Linked DNA regions of Sus scrofa: all the other regions are linked to region 1. A link is a contact called in public HiChIP or PLAC-seq data. All regions are on one chromosome and are shown on one strand. The core of a region is the stretch at or near the end of the contact, and the rest is flanking DNA. Distances in the headings are between cores, read along the strand shown.

The links. HiChIP or PLAC-seq counts read pairs in DNA pulled down with a chosen protein or histone mark.
Region 2: a contact with region 1 is called in an H3K27ac HiChIP or PLAC-seq map of alveolar macrophages. The contact joins two enhancer-like sites. A contact is called at or near these places in 1 of 47 Hi-C or Micro-C datasets (fetal skeletal muscle) and 2 of 2 datasets of contacts at active chromatin or transcription factors (alveolar macrophages and skeletal muscle).
Region 3: an H3K27ac HiChIP or PLAC-seq map of alveolar macrophages shows a contact between it and region 1. The contact joins two enhancer-like sites. A contact is called at or near these places in 4 of 47 Hi-C or Micro-C datasets (embryonic fibroblasts, heart right ventricle, retroperitoneal adipose tissue and 1 more) and 2 of 2 datasets of contacts at active chromatin or transcription factors (alveolar macrophages and skeletal muscle).

The regions. Positions count from the first base shown.
Region 1 is chr1:98,267,734-98,271,733 of Sscrofa11.1, forward strand. The region is part of intron 6 of CTIF (CBP80/20-dependent translation initiation factor); the gene reads left to right. Among named protein-coding and RNA genes, the nearest start is that of TRNAD-GUC, 41 kb to the left of the region's middle. Within about 2 kb of position 1,683, at least 9 of the 83 cell types and tissues checked have an H3K27ac peak or open chromatin away from gene starts, as enhancers often do. A contact at or near this core is called in alveolar macrophages, where this site is marked.
Region 2 is chr1:98,513,883-98,517,882 of Sscrofa11.1, forward strand. It overlaps SMAD7 (SMAD family member 7), which reads right to left. Exons shown (of 4, transcript NM_001244175.1): 4 at 1-938. The coding sequence ends at 400. Among named protein-coding and RNA genes, the nearest start is that of SMAD7, 26 kb to the right of the region's middle. Within about 2 kb of position 2,114, at least 37 of the 83 cell types and tissues checked have an H3K27ac peak or open chromatin away from gene starts, as enhancers often do. A contact at or near this core is called in alveolar macrophages, where this site is marked.
Region 3 is chr1:98,409,811-98,413,810 of Sscrofa11.1, forward strand. The region is part of intron 10 of CTIF (CBP80/20-dependent translation initiation factor); the gene reads left to right. Among named protein-coding and RNA genes, the nearest start is that of SMAD7, 130 kb to the right of the region's middle. Within about 2 kb of position 1,796, at least 1 of the 83 cell types and tissues checked has an H3K27ac peak or open chromatin away from gene starts, as enhancers often do. A contact at or near this core is called in alveolar macrophages, where this site is marked.

The sequences.
Region 1 (4,000 bases), core at 433-2,932:
AGGGGGTTGGCAGTGATGTAAACATTCCAGTCCCCATCAATTGTAATCCTGCTCCCAGTGTGGCCCCAGGGTCAGGTGTGCCTGGTGCCAAGGCGGGAGGACAGATGGCTGCTCTGTGATCTGCTCCCACTAGAGGGCGCCAGCGTGCCGTTCTGGAGGCTTCACAGGCGTGTTGCAGCTGGTCCCCAGTCGCCAAAGTTGTCCTTGTCTCATTCATGCTCAGCATACAAGTATGGTGCTTAACTCTGTCCCCCAAATGACCCAGACCCTCCAGACTCAGGCCCTTCTTTCCACAACAAGCGAGGGGAAGAGACAGTGAAGGAAGCGGCCAGGCAGGTGACGGAGAGCACCTGTTTGGTCAACATGTCTCTGCTGTGCACAGCCTGACATTCCTCCAGGGGACCCTCTGCACCCCTCCAATCCTCAGACTCCTGGGAACATGGGGCAGCCCCGGGGAGGTTGAGCCTCTATCAGCTGCAGACAAGGAGGGTGCTTGCTGATGGAGTGAGGGGTGCTGGTGGCCATCCCCCTACTAGACGGCCGCACCTGGGCCTGCAGGAAGGCACCCATTGGTATGGGCTTGGGGGGTTGCAGAGTGTTGGCTTCTGCCCTCAGAAGGTTAGGTAGAAGCTGTGCTGAGGGGAGGGATGGCACTCCACAAACTTGACCGTGTGAGGGCAAAGGAGTAGAATGAGATGGGTTCCCGCCCCTCCTTGCACTCCCCTCCCCTCTCCTCCGTCCCCAAACCTCCAGCCCAGACATCACCCCACCAGGCTCCTTCCCCCTCTGGTGTGGTGACTTGAACAATTTCTCCTCAGCATCTCCTCAGCTTACCAAAGCTCAGGAGCCACATAGCCTCAGGGCTCTGCAGAAATACTGTCTTCTCTTCCCCACACAGCGCTGGAGGCTTCTGCATCTTAAACAAAACCCCAGTTGAAAGACACTGTTTTTGAATTATCCTGTGTCTTGCCCCAGGCTTTCGAAAAGGACACATTTTGATCATTTCTCTTTGAATTCTCTTGTCAGACAAATGTTCCCTCTGCTGTCTTTTGTCTGACCAGAGGAACTTATTTCCCCTTTTGCCTTCCTGTTAGGAAATGTTGAAACTAAATTCTCTGTCTGTCTGCAGTTAATTCTGAGCTCACCCTGACCTGGGCAGGCCCGTTTTGCTCTGATCCTCTGGTGAGTGACCTAGTTGAGTGAAGTACAGAATGTGTAGACCCATTCTTGTGAGGTCGACCTGGTGCACCCACTGGACCAGAAACATCACTGAGTCAGGTGGGATTTCTGGCCTCATGGATATGCCCAAGGCCCTCTCCACGAAGGGGCCCGGAAAACCCAGGAAAGGTAAAGTGGGATTTCTGACCTCATGCCACCTCATACCAGCGTGTCCAAGCGCTCTCTTCACACAGGACCCAGGAGAGGACAGGAGACCAGCTGACAGGGGGGCAAGTGAGACTTGGGGTTAATCACCCCATTTACCTGCTTGGCCCGAATAAAGACAGGATGAGAACCACCCCAAGCCCCCAAGAATATGAGGGACAAATGAGCTTTCAGAATGAAAATCACTCCCCTCCAAAATGATGTCCAGGCTGCACTCCCCCACCCACGAAGCCACTGAGTGCTTGAAGGAATAAAAATGAGGGAGCAGCCCTGTTCCTCCAGCAGGTGGTGCTGTTGCAGTGTGAACTCAGGGTTGGTGGGAAGGGGCTGCCCCACACTGGACTGAAGCTACTGAAAGCCTGGTTCCCAGCCCTTCAGATTGGAAGGAGTGACTTTATTGTTCCCTAGAGCTATGCCAGCTCTGTTGCCAAGTCTTCTGGAAACTTCCAGGATATGCTAACTCACAGACATAAGGATTATTAAAATATTCTGAGATGCCAAGGAGCAAAGTCATGTAAAAACTAAGTCCCACCTCACTAGCCCAGGCCGTTCCTTGTCCGCAAGTTCTGCTTCATGTCCCTTCTTGGTCCCACGGGGTGTGACTTCATTGGTTGAGTCCACCAGGATTGACTGGGCACCTTTCTGTAGACCAGGTATGGTCTTAGCCATGATGGACTGAGGTGGTTTTTTTTTTATTTATATTTTTATTTTATTGCAGTATAGCTAACTTAGAATGTTGTATTAGTTCCAGGTGTACAGCCAAGTGAGTCAGTCACACATAGAAATATAGCCATTCTTTTTTCCCATACTAGTTATTACAAACTATTGAGTAGATTTTCCTGGGTTATAGAGTAGGTTCTCATTAGTCAGTGAGTATATATTGTGTATGTGTTATTCCCACCCTCCCAATTCTTCCCTCCCCCCAGCAGTTTCACCTGTAGAAACCATAAGGTTGGTTTTGATGGACTGAGTTTAAATGCAGGGGCCACTGCCTTTCCAGTGAACCAGGACATGCCATTCTCCTGATGTCCCCATAATGAGTATCTAGCAATGACTGTATTGCCATGCAGACACTGGCCTTCTAGGTTCCAGGAACTGTGAGGGGCTTTCTCTTTCTTATCTTACCTATTGCTGCATCATGTCTGTGAAGTGTGTGCCGTTACTGATCTCTTTTTACAGACCGTGTTGTCTCTGGTCCAATGTCACCTTCTTAGTAAGGCCTCCTGAACTCCCTGTTCTGTACTCCTCACCCCCCACCTTTATTTCTCTTCGTGGAACGCATCACACATGCTTTATTTATTTTTGTGGTCTGCATTCTCCCACTGGAAAGTCCCATTCTCTGAGGGCTCATACAGTGCTCCTTAAATATTGGGTGAATGACAGGAGAACCACTTGTTCCTGTAAGTGGACTCACTCCTAGTGTCCCTGTCCCACCCACCCCCCACCCCATCCAGAACCTGTGCCTCCTTCACATGGGGACACCGTCCGAGCTACGTGTCTGCACATGTCCTTTCTGAATTCTCATAACTGCCCTGTAAAGTGTAGATACTAGTCTTATCGTCAGCATGCGGACAAGAAAACTGAGATCAAATACGTGGCCCCAAATCTCATGGCTTACAAATGGGGGAGTGGGATTGGAATTCAGGCAGCCTGGCGCCCCTTTGTAAGGAGTGCCAAGGAGGAAGAGGTGATGGAAAACCATTTTCTAATTCTAGGCGACTATAGTCACGTACAGCAAGTGAGGGGTGAATGTCATTTCCTTAATAAGCAAGAACAAGAAAATGGATATCTTTTTTTTTTTCTTTCTCTAGTGCTAAAGGCACTAAAAATGGAAAGAGAGGAGGAGGGGGTGGGGAGAGGGAGAGAGGAGCCCCTACTGACACCTTTGACAGAGGAAGAGAGATTGTTCCTTTTTTTTTTTTAATTGGAAAGGTTTCCCATGGCCTCCCCCCAACTCGTGCTGACTCCAGATCCTGCCCCAGCTCTGAGGCAGAATGCTCTTCTAGGAGAGAACCTCTGCTCTCCTGGCGCCCCCTCCTCAACTCCCCCACCCCCCATCCCCCACCCTCACCTCCTGCTTCCTCCTGCAGGATAAAAATAGGTGCCCATACAATAAAGGAGGAGACCAGGAATTCTTCGATCCATGGTTTCCTGTCTGAGGCCATAGGTAGCAAAGGCAGTAGGCAGTGTGCGCTGTGAGGCCAGCCTATTTTTGTTTTTTGTGAGTCTTTTTACAAGCAATTATTGCTTTCAGGGTGAGGAGCTTAGTTGGGGACAGCTAAAACCATTCCTAGGAAGCAGGTCACCAGCCGAGTCTAGGTGAGACTCTTCTCCACAGTCTCGGAGAAGGGGCCAAATGCAGGGTGCTGGGGCTGGAGGGGGCAAGTACATTCTGGCTTTGGGGGATCCCAGAAGTACCTGCCTCCCTTACATGACAGCCTCAATTATCCCTAGCACAGTTAGGGTCTTAGAATTTGGCAAACTGTGGCCTGCAGACCAGCCTTCCAGCTTGTTTCTGCAAATAAAGTTTTATTGGCACATGGCCACACCCACTGGTTTGTTCACTGGCTGTGGCTGTGTTTGTGCTACAAGACAGAGTTGAGTAGCTGCAATGTTG
Region 2 (4,000 bases), core at 864-3,363, 250 kb after region 1:
CACGCGCACACACTCACTCACACATAAGCCCTACTAAGGGCTACGATGACCCCAAGGTTGGGGCCTGCTCCCCATTTACACTGTGTTTGGTGGCACTGATTTTTGCTTCCCCTTTTCAGATCTGGGTGTTCTGCCAACCTTACCACTGCCCACCCCTGCCCCCGCCCCAACCCGCCCCGAAGAGGAAAAAAAAAAAAAAAAAAAACCAACAATTCTTTTCATAAGCTATTTCTCAAAGAACAAAACAAAACATAACATAAACAAGAACGACGAGAGGAAGGAAAAAAAAAATGACCAAAGAGTTTGCATGAAAAGCAAGCACTCAGGAGGAAAATCTTAGCAGCAAAGTAGTTTGGACTGGGCCCGCTCGGCTCCCGCTCTGTCCTCTCCCCCACGAGGCTACCGGCTGTTGAAGATGACCTCCAGCCAGCATGGGCAGCTGCTGATGAACTGCCGGGTGTAGCACTGGCCCCAGCCCTTCACGAAGCTGATCTGCACGGTGAACCCAGTCCACGGCTGCTGCATGAACTCGTGGTCGTTGGGCCGCTGCAGGCTGTACGCTTTCTCATAGTCAAAAGCCTTGATGGAGAAACCGGGGAACACTTTGTGTACCAACAGCGTCCTGGAGTCCGGGTTGTCCAGTGTGGCTGACTTGATGAAGATGGGGTAACTGCTGCGGTTGTACACCCACACGCCATCCACTTCCCGCGTGAGCTGGATGCCACAGCCGATCTTGCTCCGCACTTTCTGCACCAGCTGACTCTTGTTGTCCGAATTGAGCTGTCCAAGGCAAAAGCCATTCCCCTGAGGTAGATCATAAAAGATATCCAGGGAGGGCTCCTGGACACAGTAGAGCCTCCCCACTCTCGTCTTCTCCTCCCAGTATGCCACCACGCACCAGTGTGACCGATCCCCAGGCTCCAGAAGAAGTTGGGAATCTAGAAGACAAAATGGCAGACATGGTGGGTGATGATGGGGACTGGCATTTTCCTCTTCCTCCCAAACCAAGATGACGTGCACATCCGCACTCCTGGGCCGCCAGGCCCACTGTTTCTCAGTGCAAGACAGAAAGAGATGATAGGGCACTGGATGTGCCACAGGCTGTACAGTTCCCCTATGGGGGGCTTGGAGATCTTAACCCAGTGATGGAAGAGCGGGGCCTCTAAAGCATGGGGGTCCCTGATCCCTCTGCTCCCCCGCATCCTATCAGGAACCCAGGACACCAACCCTACCAGTGGAAGCCCCATCCCTGCAGAATCAGAAGCCAGGACCACTTAGTAACTTAGTTGGAGGGCTTACTTTTAGGGCTGGGAGAGGCCTTCTAGACAGGTCTAAAATTATAGTCCTTTAAACTGGATGGAACCTTGCAGGCCAGCTGCTCCAGCCCCTTGTCATCCTCATGAGAAAACCTGGCCTCAGGAAGTCTGTTGCTCAGGCCCCAGGGATGACACAGCCAGACCTTGACCCCAGGACCACCTGCTAAACAGTCTCTGTGCTTGTCACCCAGTCCTCAGATCAATGCCTTGGTCATCAGGGAGCACTGTCTGGGGGAAACTTTAATGGAGGTGGCTTGGGATAAAAATACCTATCTTCCTAATAGAAAAACAACTCAGTGTGTCTGTCCCCGGCAGCTCTGTACACAAAGGGTGAGCTCCTGTCAACACGCCAAGTCACAACATGCAACTTGGTGTCAGCCCCGACTACCTCCGGCCCAGATGGAAGATTGTGTGTCTCAAGTGGGTACAACCATGCCTTTGGCGGGGGGGAACCCTCCTCCTCCTCCTCCCCCTCCCTCCCCAGAAGCATCTAGACTGGGTGTCCTCCCCCTCCTTCTTCTGTCCGCCCCTGGAGGCCCCACCCCGGCTTTCCTAGACGTGCTTTCTTCCCACGGCAGCCAGCAGGGGAGGCTGGGGTGAGTCTGCTAAGGTGATTTTTCCTGAACAGGCGCTTGGAGGTCTTTTAAAAGGGAGGATATATGGAAGCCAGGGGGCCCCGGCGGCTGGCATTCCGACTCTTCCTCAAGCTGGAGCCGGCGGGGTAGGCCTCAGACTGGGAGCCATAAATCTCCCGAGCCCAGCCGGGCTGCAGGAACGCTGCGGTTTGTGGTGGCAGGGCGGAGACCGGAAGTCTTGTATTTGTTAACAAAAATGGGGAAAGGCAGGGGAGAGCAGGGCCGGCGGCAGAGCCCTCCTCCCGCCCTCCCTGTAAGCTCCTGCTTCTCTGTTACTGGGGGGCTTGGGGTTGAAGGCAGGGGTTGGCGGGAGGTGTCTTTTGCTCTGTTAGGCCTTTTTGATTTTTGGAAGCGATGATGGGTTATATGGCACAGCGGCTGGGGGTTGGAGGAGGGCTCAGGCCCCGCATCCCGCCATCCCCGCAGGCCGGGGAGCCAGGGCAGCTCAGCATGCCAACTCCTTCCAACGTTTCTAGGCATGTTCGGGCCTGGGAGCCAAACCAGGCAGCTCCATTAACTTTTTTTTTTTTTTTTTTTTTTTTAAAGCAGCAGCCAGTCTTGCATGGAGGCATCCTATGTATGAATAAGTCTGTACAAATGTACTACCCATCGAGGCAGCCACCAACACCCACCCTGAGTGGCAATCCCCTAGACACCCCACCGGCTGGGACAGCTACAAAAATGGGGAAAGCTGAGGGGTCCTTCCTCCCCTCAACCCCAACCCCATGAAATATCAACACCAGAAACTTGGTCACCTGCGTCCCCCATGCATCTCTAAAGCTCAAGTGTGGGAGAGGCTGTGTCCATGAGCATAGTGTGAACGCACTTCGAGTGTGTGCTCTGTGTGTGTGTGTGTTTGCAAGCACACACCCGGGAACATATGGAAAAACGAGAGGGACCAGGGCTCCAAGCTGAAGGTGACTCGTCAGGCATTAACTTGTTTCTGCAAAGTATCCATCAACTGCTAATAAACTCGCGAGCGCTGGCAATCTTTGAACCCTCTTGCCGAGGGAGTTCAGCTCTGAAGGCTACACCAAAGACCCATAACATCCATGTAAATAAAAATGTCCTGGCAGCCAAGTTTGCTGAGGGAGGAGAAAGCCCTTACCTGCCTGCCTGTCTGAGCGGGGAGGGTGTTTGGAAATATAAGCTATCGCTTATGCTCCCAACTCGGGACAACAAATTGGCCTGGAAAGGAAGACTCGAGAGTTGCTGGGAGGAAGGTTCGGGAGACCCTTGGGGGAGCCTCACAATACTTTGTTTCATGGAGCTCCCCTGAAACCTGGCACCCGCTGGAGCAGGGAGGTGAGGCAGGGGGAGGGGGAGGAGGAGGACAGGGTCCTAGGGATCAAATTGCCCCGGTGCCAGGCCCACAGACAAGGGATGGGGGGCCTCTGTGGGCTGAGGAAGCTGGGCGGGGGCAGAGGATTGAGGTCGCCCAGCGGAGGGGAGGGGAAGGGGGGGGGCCTTCTGGCGGGTTTCTCTTTCATCTGTGCTGCCCGCCAGTCCACCCAGCAATTTGCTGCCAGACATCCCCTGGAAAAAGCCTTTTGCTGTTGAGGTTAATGGCCCAGCCCAGATAAACAGCAGCGTGTGGGTGTCCCTGGATGTGAATAAGGCCCCTGAAAGCCCACTTGGTGCCCTAATCGGGGGCAGCAGGACCCCCCCCATGTCACCCAGCAGCCCCCTAGCACCCTGATATCTCTTTTCTTTTGCTCCTCCTTGACTTTATCTGAGCCAAAAAGCAGGCTCTCAGGCAAAACCAGTGCAAGAGAGAAGGTCCCTTTTACATGGCACGCTGCTGGGGGCCTGGTACGCAGGGCTCCCTCCTTTGCCCTGAACGACCTGCCGTCTGGGCTCATTTCTGGGAAGCATGCAGCGACATCTTCAGAGAATCAGTTCCCTAAATTGGGCCCACAGCCCACTAGCATCTCCCCACAAAGGTCTGTGCTGACGCCCAGCTCCCAGGGGCTTCCCAGGCCTCCTTGAGGTGAGCAGCTGGGAGGATCTCGCCCCGAAAAGTCCCCCTGATTACAAGGACTAAGGAAG
Region 3 (4,000 bases), core at 546-3,045, 140 kb after region 1:
GGGCGCAGATGCAGTTCATATCTGGCATTGCTGTGGCTGTGGTGTAGGCCAGCGGCTGCAGCTCGGATTCGACCTCTAGCCTGGGAACCGCCATATGTGGCAGGTGCGGCTCTAAAAAGACAAAAAAAAAAAAAAAAAGTGGGGGGAGGGAGGAATGGAGGAAGGAAGGAAAGGAGGGAGGGAAAAGAAAACTAAAAAATAAATAGTCCCCTGAAAGGAAAATATTACTATAAATGACTGTGGTCATTCATAATCTAGAACACTGCCTGCAGAAAGGAGGGGGGAAAAATTACTTGAAGGAACAGATCTTTGGACTGTAGTGGTTTACCATTGAATTATTTATTTTTTTAAAAAATGGTTCTTTCTAAATTTCCTCTGAAAAAGAAATAAATAAGGATAATCAGAAAACTTTTAAGGAGCAAGAAGTCAAGGGGAGTGCTTGCCCTGCCCATAATAACCCTATGAGAGGGGGTAGACTTGAAGGGGCAAACGTGGAAGCTGTTGGGTCCAAGTGAGAGGCTGGTGGCTCAAAACAGTCATGAAAGAGGAGGGGGAAGGCCATGTGCCTTCCAGTTGTATCTTTGTGTTAGAACCAGCAGGACTTCTGACCAGAGATACAGAGAAGGGAGGGAGCGTTCGGGATCCTCCTTTACCAGCCTGCTGGCACCGTTTCCTGGGATGAGGAAGCTGGAAGCAGATAGAGTGGGAATGGCAACCAGGAGTTTGGGTGGCCTGTTTTCCATCCCCAGGGAGCTGTCCCTCTGCTGCTCCAATGGAATTGTCTGATGTGTCTGATGATCCAGAAGAGGTTGGCCCTAGCGACACAGGCTTGAGCGTTGGGTCAGCGTGTACCTGGTGTTGGGGACCAGATAGGGTGCGCTGGGGGAGTGGAGGAGAGAAGGCTGGAAAGAAGCCAGGAGGGCGCCAATGGTCACAGCGCTCCTCCCTCAGGGGCGGGGCCAGACCACCCCTCCCAGGTGCTGTCCCCTCCCACTTTCAGCAGCTGGTCCCAAGATGTCAGGAGGAGCGACCTCAGGGGAATCAAGGGGACCGGGACGGAGAAGTGGCCGGGGTTTGGCAACAAGGAGGTCAGGGACCCCATGGTGTCAGTGGAGTGAGCGCAAAAGCTACCTCGGCAGCGCTGGGGAGTCAGTGAAGGTGAGGAACCCCATGCAGACAAGCTTTTGGAGAAGTGTTTCCGTGAAAGACCCCAGGGAGAGGGAATTGTCAGCTAAAGGGGAGGTATGCCATCAAGAGCCATTTTTTGTGCTTCTGAAAGGAAGAAAAGAGAGCAATTCAAGAGAAGGGAGGGGGTGTTTGTAAATGTTTTTGAAGCATTTATCAGAAAATAGCTCGTTGTCTCCAGACCGCGTGGGTGCACATAAAAGCAGAGCACACAGACCTCTGCTGGGTGTTTCGTGACCCCCTAAGCCTCTGCTACGCCACATCGCCAAAGTTTCTTGACAACTGTACTTGATTTCAGACTTGTTTCTCAGCTGCAGACAATGGCCTCTTCCAAATTGATTTCACTCAAACTGGCCTCAGTGCAACTGCTGCACAGAGAGGCCATGGCTATGCTTTTTGCATCCCTTTGGGATGCTTTGAAGGCAGCCCTCTTGGAGGCAGGGGGCTGGCCCGGATGGCCTTCGGGGGTCCTCCCATCCTTGGGTGAGTTGCCCTGCGCCCCCGACAGCCCACCTCCAGGCAGGGAGCAGCACTGTTCTAGGGCAGTGACCTGGATCACCCCAACATGTTTCCTCTGTGTGATCTGGGCACCTCTTGGTGTTGTTGTCACCTGCTCCCCCAAGCAGGAAGCAGGGCCCCAGCTGAGCACTGGCCCTGGCTGTCAGGACACTTCTGACGCCACCTGAGGTAGTGCGAACCTTCTGGTGTGAAATCCGGAAGGTGCCAAGAGGTCTGCACAGGCCAGAAATAAGGAGCCTCCTCTGACTTGTTCGCTGCAGTAAACTCTTGGGACAGGGTCACACAGACACCCCCCCCCCACACCAGGCTGACAGTAAACCAGAAGAGTAACTAAATCATCAGTGGCTTTCATCATTTCGCAAAAGAGGAAACCACCATCCCGTGGGCCAAGCTATCTGCTTGAGGCCGCCTGGGGAGACCCCTGAATTCTTAGAGTCCATCTCTGCCTCCTGTACCTTATTACCTCATACACTCATAAGCAGGCCTGACCCCTGTCCCCAAAGCAGGTTGAGCCAGCTCTAGGAAGTTTCTACAAGCCATAGTCACTGCTGCTGCCTTTCTCCATGAGGGGCAAGTTTAGGCTCTTCCCCAGGGGGCCACGCAGATGGCTGACCCCAAATGTCCAGGGCCCGCCTTGCCCTGGGGTCCTCCCAACTCTCTGAACCACCCCCAGGCTGGCATCTCCAGCTGCCCACTAGGCACATCCCAAGTCAAGCCTGGAGCCCTCCCCCAGGATGTGCCTGTGGTGCCCCAAACCTTCCTGTTCAGTCCCCATCCTAATGTGGCCCAGCCTCAGCCCCAGGACACCCCAGTTGCTCCCCTGCAGCCAGGCGGGGACATCCCAGTTGCCTTTTCTCACCATCATAAGACGTCCACTCCATCCTCTGCTTTGGTACCACCCCCCATGGCATCCCCTGCTCCTCCTCCCTTGATGCCCCAGAGTCAAACAGAGACCCACCATCCATCTTGGTACCATCTTTGGAACAAGTCCAGGGGAAGATATAAAATCCTCAGTCTTGGGGACTTCTTGCTCATGGAGGTCACTTTCACTGCACCCAGGGCTCACTCAGACTGAGCATGTGCTTAGACCCTGAGCCCCTTCAGGCTGGAGGACACCCAGCTCTGAGATCCACCCTGCCCCAGAATGACTTCCCCGGGCATTTCCTTCCACACTCTGACCTAGTTGAATTAATGTTCTCTCGGTCACTCAGGCTTGAAATCTTGGACCCCATCCTTGGAGTCTCTGTCTTCCTGGCCCTGAAACACCTCCTCCCAGGCCCAGCTCAGGTCACCTCCTCTGGAGGTGCCCCTGTCCCCACCCCCAGCCAAGTACACCTCCGAGGGAGGCAGTGCATCCCATCCTTTTGACATCACCCTGTGGTATTTTTTAGTAATGACAATAGCATGCTGGAAGGCATTATCCAAAGCACTTCATGCCTTCATTTGTCTATTAACTCAAGTGACACCCTAAAGATTTTTCTCCCCATTTTCCAGAGAACAGAGAGGTCAGGCAGCTTGCTCACAGCCACACAGCTAGCGGGCAGCAGAGTTGATATCAGAATCCAAGTCTCCGTTCCTAACCACCTCACAAACAGAACGTGAGCTGCTCTTATTCTATTCTCATGCACACCCAGTGCCTGCTCAATGGTGGAAGCCAAGTAGATCTTTGTGGAATTGATTCTGTTTTTGCCATAAATAGCATGTGCCAAACAGAGATCCTTCTTTGAGGGATGGAGAGGAATAATTTATTCTTCAACGAGCTCTTTAATTAAGAGCAAATAGTTTCTGCCAAGGTGATTCTCCAAATGATCGAAGAGTACTTTTGGTGACCAGACGCTGCATGAACCTCCTTGCCCTCCTGTTTATACCTCATATTTGTCTCATGCACTCTTTTTAATTTTTGGTTATTGTTTTAAAATGTTTCATGTGGTAACAACACTTAACATGAGATCTACTCGCTTTGATTTTTAAGTGTATCTGTAGGCACAATGGTGAGAGCTCGTGTAAATGGAAACATGTAGGATTGTCCTTCCATGACTTCCTGTCACACTGGGCATAATGTCTTCCAGATTCATCCATGTTGTCTCATATTGCAGAATTTCCTTCTTTTTTAAGGCTGAATAGTATTCCATTGTGTGTAAAGAGCACATTTAAAATCTCTTCTTCTGTCAATGGACGTTTAGGTTGTTTCCATATCTTGGCTGCTGTGAATAGTGTTGCAGTGAACATGGGGGTGCTAGTATCTTTTCAAGATTTTAATTTCCATACTTTTAGAGAAATACCCAAGAGTGGGATT